2 separate regions of the Sus scrofa genome follow, and region 2 is linked to region 1. The links are chromatin contacts, called in public HiChIP or PLAC-seq maps. All regions are on one chromosome and are shown on one strand. Each heading gives the region's core, a stretch centred on a gene start, on an enhancer-like site or on the middle of the called end of the contact. The rest is flanking DNA. Distances are from core to core; before and after follow the strand shown.

What was found. HiChIP or PLAC-seq counts read pairs in DNA pulled down with a chosen protein or histone mark.
Region 2: an H3K27ac HiChIP or PLAC-seq map of alveolar macrophages shows a contact between it and region 1. The contact joins two enhancer-like sites. A contact is called at or near these places in 1 of 5 promoter capture datasets (liver), 29 of 47 Hi-C or Micro-C datasets (alveolar macrophages, blood, brain and 15 more) and 2 of 2 datasets of contacts at active chromatin or transcription factors (alveolar macrophages and skeletal muscle).

Annotation. Positions count from the first base shown.
Region 1 is chr1:252,538,381-252,543,072 of Sscrofa11.1, reverse strand. It overlaps C1H9orf84, which reads left to right. Exons shown (of 26, transcript XM_021085151.1): 4 at 3,817-3,979; 5 at 4,183-4,279. Among named protein-coding and RNA genes, the nearest start is that of C1H9orf84, 14 kb to the left of the region's middle. Within about 2 kb of position 2,297, at least 4 of the 83 cell types and tissues checked have an H3K27ac peak or open chromatin away from gene starts, as enhancers often do. A contact at or near this core is called in alveolar macrophages, where this site is marked.
Region 2 is chr1:252,852,338-252,857,029 of Sscrofa11.1, reverse strand. All of the region lies in intron 12 of SUSD1 (sushi domain-containing protein 1), which reads left to right. Among named protein-coding and RNA genes, the nearest start is that of SUSD1, 100 kb to the left of the region's middle. Within about 2 kb of position 2,594, at least 35 of the 83 cell types and tissues checked have an H3K27ac peak or open chromatin away from gene starts, as enhancers often do. A contact at or near this core is called in alveolar macrophages, where this site is marked.

The DNA of each region.
Region 1 (4,692 bases), core at 1,048-3,547:
GAGAACACTTAAGTTCTACTCTTTTAGCAAATTTAAACACTACAGTATTATTAGCTATAATCACTCCTTTGTATGTTAGATCCTCAGACCTTACTAATCTTACAAATGGAAGCTTATACCCTTTTAACTTCTCCCTATTTCTCCTCTACCTCAAAGTCAGCCCTTGGCAACAACCATTCCACTCTCTATTTCCATAAGTTTGACTTTTTTTTTTTAAGAGTCTGTATATAAGTCCATGCAATTTCGGTTGTTCTTTATCTGGCTTATTTCCTTTAGAATAATACCCTCCAGTTTCTTCCATGTTGCAAATGGCAGGATTTCCTTTTTCAAGGCTGAATAATATTCCACGAGTGTGTGTATGTATATCACATTTTCTTTATCCATTCATCCAGATACAGACATTTAGATTGTTACTATACCTTGACTATTGTGAATAACACTGCAGTGAACATGGGAATACAGGTATTTCTTTGAGATAGTGATTTTATTGGACATCTGTTTCTTCCTTGACCATATTTATATCTCTTTGTCTTACTGTTCTGACTAGGATCTCCAGTACATTGATAATTGAAGCAGTAATAGTTGCCATCCTTGTCTTGTTTTGACAGCAAAGAAAATATGTTGTTGTTTCATCACTAATAGTGATATAAATACTGTTTCAGTGTTTACATTATTTTTAATGTTCACATAATTTTCAAGGATGAGATGTTAGAAAAATTTACATACTTCACTGGGCTGTGGAAACTTTTGTTCTGAGTTCACTAAGAACTTTTGATCATGAACAAGGAATGGATTTTATAAGTTAGCAAAAATTTTTATTAACTTTGTTTTCCCACGTCTTAAATATATAGACTGTCACTTTATGAAAAACATATAATCCTATAATCTATATATAAATCCTTTTATTATTGTGATCACACCAGGTATGCCTTACAGTATTTTTATTTTTTTTTTCTTAACAGTATTTTTAAATGTTAACAGTATTCGGGTAACATTTCACCATATCCTTATTTTCTTCCAATGCATGGCGCAGCTTTTAATCTTATTTATGTATCATAAATTTCCCAGTTAATACTGTTTTTTATTTAAAGCACACTCATAAATGTGTTGTTGATCTGAAATACACTGCTAGGTATTTCTCCAGCAAAGATGAGTTTATTTGGGATCAACAGAGAATTGCAGTTCTGGGTTAGCAGCCATGGTGAGTCGTGTGCAAGTCCTCCCCTGGCAAGGGAAGGATAACTCTTTTATAGAGGGGGAAGGAAACTAGGAAGGTAAAGTACACAGAGGCCCTGGCTTTTTATTGGTTGAGTTCTTACCTAGAAAGAAGAGGTGTCTTTCTTCTTCTGATGGGCTCTGCTGTCATAGCAGAGCATGAGAGCTTCTCCTGCTGGTCTCCCAACCCTTATGATAAGGTTTTTATATATATTTCAAAACTATTGATTTTCCAATTTTTACCAGACACCTTAGTGAACTCCTTAATTGTTTTCATTTATTTATGTTGGGTTTTCTAAGACAAAAGTATCTTGTGCAAAGAACACATCTATCTACTTTCTTGTCAGTAGACCTTTTTTCTTCTTCTTTTCATAGTTAACTAGCCAGAATTTTGTTTCTTCATGACAATTTAACACTCCTTTACAATAGAGGAAAACAGTCTCCTTATATCTGTGTTGGCACATACACTAGTGGTAAGAGTGTAAAAATCCAGGACAAGTTGTATAGCTATAAGAAGGTAAGTAGGTAGCATCCTTGGTAAAACAACCTTTGTGTAGTTATAAAGAACATTGGTTATGGTGTGATGCTGCCCTCAAGTGGCTCCATCAAAAAAGGGTAGTTGGAAAACAAGACCTCATAAGTGATAAATGCCCTCCTGGATTCCCAGAAGTACTAGGATGAGCCTGTAGAAAGGAAAGATGACTAGGTCTGTTTTGGAAGTGGGAGGTGAAGATGGAAATATAAATGAATGCCCTTTGGGTTTTTACTGTTAATATGACTTTATTAATACCTACAGATTGGATATATGAATGAACCATCTTTAAATTGTCTCAAGTAAACCCTGCTTAGTTATGGAACAGATTGGCTAGCTTTCTTTGGTGTATCATGGGAAGTTCTTGGCCCGTGATGGTTGGGAATTTAACAGATTCCCATAAATAGTCTCTCAGGAGGTTAGTTTTTATAACAAGTTCTTTTTTGGCATTTTAAGTTATCCCCAGGCAAAGGGATGGCCCTGCCTGCCTGCTCTACACCACAGATTTATTAAGCACACACATATACCAATGACGTATTTGGTCATTAGAGACATCACTTCATGTTATTCCTCCCTCATGGCATTCTAAAGTTGCTTAACTGAGAGGCCATTGCCCAGAACAAGAGACTATTACTTCCCCTTCAAGGTGACTTTTGCTTTGGGGAACTTGGCTTTCTGAGCAGTTTGTCATTTTCCTTTTTCTCTTTCCACTCAGAGACTATTGAGGAATGGAGGTAGGTTTTACCTTCCCTCCCTGAGCCCAGAAACTGTTAAAGCACTGACACTATTAGCTGAGCTTCTAAAGTAACTCAAACATGGTAGGGTGGGGGTAGAGAGGAAAAACCTTTTCCAGCAACTTACTGTTAGGAGTATGTTTCCTAATAGGTCCGATATATCACATTTCTGTGGTAGCTATTTTGCTATATTAGTTGTCATTGTAATTAGTTTTTTGGTTTTGGTTTGTTTTGTTTGTTTGTTTGTTTGTTTTTTGCTTTTTAGGGCCATGCTTGCAGCATATGGAAGCTCCCAGGCTACAGGTTGAATCAGAGCTACAACTGCCAGCTTACACTACAGCCACAGCAACCTAGGATCCAGGCCACCTCTGTGACCTATACCACAACTCATGGCAATGCTGGATCCCCACTGGCCTACAGAGCAAGGCCAGGGATTGAACCCTCATCCTCATGGATACTAGTTGGATTCATTTCCTCTGCCTCACAAAGGGAACTCCCTGTAATTAGTTTTAAATCAAACATGTTTGAACAAACTTTAGAGTGCTAGAATCAGAATTGGTCTCACTTGTAAGCTTTGTAGACCACCTCCATTCCCTACATGTCTGTCTCAGGATGAACTGGAGAATTTAAAAGGTAAAATCGGAGTTCCTGTGGTGGTGCAGTGGTTAACGAATCCGACTAGGAACCATGAGGTTGCGGGTTCAATCCCTGCCCTTGCTCAGTGGGTTAACAACCCGGCGTTGCCGTGAGCTGTGGTGTAGGTTGCAGACGCGGCTCGGATCCCGTGTTGTTGTGGCTCTGGCGTAGGCTGGTGGCTACGGCTCCGATTAGACCCCTAGCCTGGGAACCTCCATATGCCGCGAGAGAAGCCCAAGAAATGGCAAAAAGACAAAAAACAACAACAACAACAACAACAAAAGGTAAAATCATGCAGAGGAGAAAGGACTAGGTGGGCAAAAGTCGAATGCTTTTTTTTTCTTTACAATTTTGCTGAGGCTCTCCAGCTATTTGAGGCATGAGGCCATAAGAGATTTTTCCTCCATTGATTACATTAATTTTGTTGGAAAAAAATACGAGCCATTACAACTATTTCAGGATATTTGGTTACTACTCAGTATACTAAATAATACTAAGTTTTATTGAGCTTCTTTCCACCTATGTACCCAAGTACTATGCTACATACTTTATTTGCACAATAAAATGACGAACTAAAAAATGTAAAATATGTTTGAAAACCCAACTGTATCTGATGGCTGACTATAGTAACTACCTGGATCCTTTTGTATAACTTTTAGATTTTTTTTTTGATGCCTTTATATTTCTTATTTATTTCAGATTTGTCTATTGATGAAGAAATAATTTTTGTAAATAATTTGATGGCCTATAAAAGTCAGCTACCAACTTTGCAGACTCTGTTGAGTAGGCTAAAACTATTTTTAGTAAAGGACCCTCTCTTAGATTTCAAAGGACAGATCTTCACTGCAACTAATTTTTTCAGGTACCTAATTGCCCAGTGTTGTAAATATTTTTAAGAGGAGAAAATATTTTTTGTATGCTCATGAGTCTAGATGTTATTAATCATAATATTTTATGATTGCTTTACTGCAGCCCTAGTTTTTGTCACTATGAATTTTGATTGACTGCATTTAATATGTACCTTGTTTTTAGTAAACCCTAATTTAATGTTTTATTTTTTGTTAGGGAGTGTTTCTCTTTTCAAGGAGATTTGAAAGATTTTTTGAAAGAAGATTTTTACATGGATAAAGAGAACTTCTCTCAGAAGAAGTTAGAAGATTCAGTAGGTTTAAAAAAGGCTGTAATATTCGTTTTCCGTAATTTTTAAATGAAAGTCCGTAAATCACACTTATATAAATTGTAGTAATATATACTTATCATCTATTATTGTCAAGTTTAAAAGACTTGATAATGGATTTTACATGTATCAATTAAGGAGTAAATTTTCTTCAAAGATAGAAGGATACACATCGGAATTACTTGGGGAATTTTAATAAAATTCTGCATCCTGGATCCTACTCCAATATATTCTGATTTAATTGGGCTGGTGTGCAGCCCAGGTATAGGGAATTTAAAAACCACTCCCAATTATTTTAATCGATATACCTGGTATAGGACATTAAATCATTTTATATATATATATATATATATATATATATATATACACACACACACATATATATACATATATATGTA
Region 2 (4,692 bases), core at 1,345-3,844, 310 kb before region 1:
CCCATACATGTATCCTAGTCCCAATCTATCCTTTGAGCTCCATTCTCATATATCCACCTGTCTCCTAAACATATCCTACTGAACATCTAATAGGCAAACCCCATAGAACTTTTTGATTTCTCACCTCTTCCCTCACCCCCGAATCCATTTTCCACCCAGGTTTCTCTATCTCAGTTACTGGCATCCCTGTTCACCAATTGCTCAGACCCAAAAGGAATCGTCATTGATTCTACTCCTCCCACCCGATTCTGAAAGTCCATCAACAAGCCCTGTTGGCTCGTTTCTGAAATAACATTCTGAATCCAACCCCTTCTCCCCACTTTCGCCTTTACCACGAGCAACCTAATGTGAGCTGGCCACCTCTCACCTTTCTAACTCTTCTCCCCGCTTTCACCATTGCTTTTCCCACCCCCTCCACTGCCCTAAGTTGTAATCTTCACTATAACTTTAAGAAGATAATGCAAAGTGATCTTTTCAAAATGTGTGTACGAACATGTCATCCCCAGTTCAAAACCATCCAGGGAGTTTGTGTTAGTGTTTGAATAGAATCCACATTCCTTACCATGGAACATGGAACTTGGAGACTGGGCCCTGCTTTCCTCGCTGACTTCATTTCCCTCTGCCCCCGCCGACCTTCTCACTAAGCAACTTCCTTCCTCGCTGTTTCTCAAATGGGTCAAACTTGTTCTTGCATCCAAGTCTTTCCATCTGCTGCTTACTCTTCCTGGACACTCTCTTCACATGGTTTCTTTATAATCACTCAGGTTTCTTCTCACATGCCATTACCTGGAGAGCCTCTCCCTGCTCATCCTTTTAAAAATAACCTCGCCATCTCCACCCCCTCACTTACTGTCCATTTACTTTGCTTGACTTTCTCTCTATTTTTTTGGTGTTTTAGGGCCACACCTGTGGCATATGGAAGTTCCCAGGCTAGAAGTCAAATTGGAGCCTGTGCCACAGCCAGAGCAATGCAGGATCCGAGTCGTGTCTGTGACCTACAACACAGCTCATGGCAACGCTGGACCCCCCAACCCACTGAGCAAGGCCAGGGATCGAACCCACAACCTCGTGGATACTAGTCAGATTTGTTTCTGCTGCGCCACAACAAGAACTTCCTTTACTCTGCTTGACTTTCTTTATAGAAGTTGTTTCCAGAATTTGTATTTTATTTTATTTTTTTATTTAGTTATTTTTGGCTGTGCCCTTGGCAGGTGAGAATTCCCCGGCCAGAGATTGAACTCATGCCACAGCAGTGACCCGGGTCACAGCAGTGGCAATGCCAGATCCTTAATCACTAGGTCCCTAGGGAACTTGTAGAAGTTGTAGTTTATTTTATTTTTTTCACTTTTAAAAGTTTTATTGAAGTGTAGTTGATTTATAATGCAGTGCAAATTTCTGCTGTATAACAAAGTGATTCAATTATAGACATATCCTTTCTTTTTCAGAGTCTTGTCCGATACAGGTTGTCACAGAATATTGGGTAGGGTTCCTTATGCTAAACAGCAGATTCCTATTCAAAATAAAAGTTGAAATTCCTGTTTTCTCTCTATCACCAATTCTTTTTTTTTTTTCCTTTTTTGGTCTTTCTAGGTCTGTACCTGCAACATATGGAGGTTCCCAGGCTAGGGGTCAAATTGGAGCTGCAGCTGCTGGCCTACACCACAGCCACAGCAATGCCAGATCCCAGCCACACCTGCAATCTACATCACAGCTCATGGCAACGCTGGATTCTTAACCTACTGAGCCAGGCCAGGGATGGAACCCACAGCTTCATGGATACTAGTCAGATTCATTATCACTGAGCCACAACAGGAACTCCTTAGAAGTTGTATTTTAAAATTTACTTTTTTTGGAGTTCCCCTCGTGGAGCAGCAGAAACAAATCTGACTAGGAACCATGACATTGTGGGTTCGATCCCTGGACTTGCTTAGTATGTTGAGGATCTGGCATTGCCGTGAGCTGTGGTCATAGACTTGACTCAGATCTGTTGTTGCTGTGGCTGTGGTGTAGGCCAACAGCTGAGGCTCTGATTGGACCCCCAGGCTTGGAACCTCCATATGCCTTTGGTGCAGCCCTAAAAGGAGACAAAAGACAAAAAAAATAAAATAAAATAAAATTTACTTTTAAATTTTCTTTTCCCTTACTAAAATAGGAGCTCTTTGAAGGCAGGGATTTTTGTCTGTATTCCATGTTGAACCTCTAACACCTAAGGACACTGCTAGCACAGCAAAGAAATCTTTTTGTAATGAATGAATATGAGGGCTGACTCTAAAATGGCCAGTGGATGGTATTGGTATTGAGGAAATCCCTGGTTTGTTAATAAAGACCTTAGACCATAAAGAATTCACCAGCTTTGGATCTGGGAAGAGAAGTAATGGGCTTTTCTTCTCACGGTGACCTATTAAAATGAATAGCTGTTCAGTATCCTCCTCTTTGGTCCTTCTCATGTTTGGATAGCTTGCATTGCTGGCTCACGTTAGCATTTGATATTTTTTGAGCTGGGGAGAGGGAGTGATGAGACACTTATGTCTGCCTGCCTTTGTAGGCTAAATAAAGCTCTGCAGCCCAAGCACCCTGTGCCTGTGCTCATGGCCACCAGGGGGCACTGTTGAGCTGTTTGCATTCATTGAGACCTTGACTGCCTCTTTTTCAAATCTGCCCTACCTTAAAGAATTTGCAGTTTTTAAAAAGTGTGCAAATAGGGCGTTCCCATCGTGGCGCAGCGGAAAAGAATCTGACTAGGAACCATGAGGTTTCGGGTTTGATCCCTGGCCTTGCTCAGTGGGTTGGGGATCCAGCGTTGCCATGATAAGTCTTAGATGTGGCTCCGATCTCCCTTGCTGTGGCAGCTACAGCTCTGATTAGACCCATAGTCTGGGAACCTCCATACGCCCCAGGTTCTGCCCTAAAAAGAAAAAAAAAAAGTGAAAATTCAACTTGTTAAGATCTTAGTAAAAGGTAGACAACCAAACAAAACAAGAACAGCGCCCAAGCCCTCTCAAATAAAAGAGCCTTATATATTGATATGAGGAGGTATGCCTAGCTGCCTAAGATGTGGCTTTGTTTTCAGTCAAACGGTGAGCTTTTGAATTTTACCAGAAATGTGAGGCAAGGGATTTGGACCTGGAATCTGCAGTGGCTGATTTTCCAGAAAAAGTGTGAATGGAATTTCCCTCCTGAGTGTCTTACATTCAACTAAATCTTACTGATGGGAAACAGGATGCAAACGAGCACTTTAAATATATTGCTGACCTCAGAGGAGAGTGAAAGTTTTTGGAATGTTGAAGGACAGAGGCAAGTGTTGCCGTGAAAACGGAAGAGGGTGCTGGCGCGAAGGGTGGTGAGATGGAGATGTTATTACCGTGCTTCTGACTCAGGGCTCATGTGCTCCCGAAGGCAGTGCACTGATGGGAATTCTTCAGAATAGCCCTACCAGTTGGACTGTCTTTAGGTCCAGGGGAAGAACAAACAAACCCAAAGGGTCAGAAGCACTGTCGTACACTGGTCATGCTCTCTTCTAGCAAAGTCAAAAAGCCTGTAGGCAAAATTTTCTTCTCATTGAAACTGGGAGAGAAGCAGAGAGGAGGAAATGGGGTGGGGGCGGGTGAGGGCGGGGAGAAGGCACATGCCTGCATGAAGGTAAAGATTAACCACTTTCAGAGTTCCCATCGTGGTGCAGTGGAAACAAATCCGACTAGGACCATGAGGTGGTGTGTTCGATCCCTGGCCTCGCTCAGTGGGTTAAGGATCCGGCGTTGCTGTGACTGTGCTGCAGGCTGGCAGCAACAGCTCTGAATGGACCCCTAGCCTGGAAACCTCCAAAAAAACTTAACCACTTGTTCTGCACAACAGGGTGATTATTTGAGGTTGAAGGTTTCTTCTGGTACCAAGGATGCTGGAGGGAAAAAGGGAAATCAATAAAGTGAAGGAAATCATTCCTTCCCCAGTCTGTCTTCAGTGCCAGGGCTGGCAGCATAGGTGGGAATTTTCCCATTTCAGGAAGGACCGGGACAGGACCAGGTTTCTTGAGTTCTTCTGCTGTGGACCTCTCTTCCACAGACCATCCGAGGACAGGGCTCTGCTGTGTCCTCAGTGAAAATCCTGTCTCCAATGTTTTCCTGCTGGTCCCCCTGGCTCCCAGCAGGCAGAAGCTGTCCCAGAGGTCCGGAGAGGGGCTGGCCTTCATCCCAGCTGCTTCCCTCTTGGTCCAGATGCTCTCAATCTTTCACGGACACAGGTTCTTTGACATTTGAGGACCTAATATTAGTTCAGGCTAGGAGAGAGCCACACGTCCTTCCATCCTACACAGGCTGCCTCTCTCTCTCGTCCCCTGAAATCTCCCAGCTACTTTCCGGCTTCAAATCAAGCCCCAACCCCTCCAGGAAGGGGAGCAGGTGTTGGGGCAGGGGAGCAGATGTCTCCCTGCCCCTCTCATTGAAAGCATCCCACTGCAGGGTGCACTGAGACAAGGTGGTACACCACAGGGCTGCGGTGTTATTTTCTTATATTAATGTTACCTTTTTTTTTTTTTGTTAAAACAAAATATGAATGGGAAAGTTTCTTTATATCAGATGCCTAAAAGCCTGGGTTTCCATGTTGTAGGAGTTGGGGAAGGGTATGCTGTGACTTCACAATTTAATTCAGCAAATATCTATTGATGGGTTATGTACAGAGATGGGTGCTCAGGGCTGA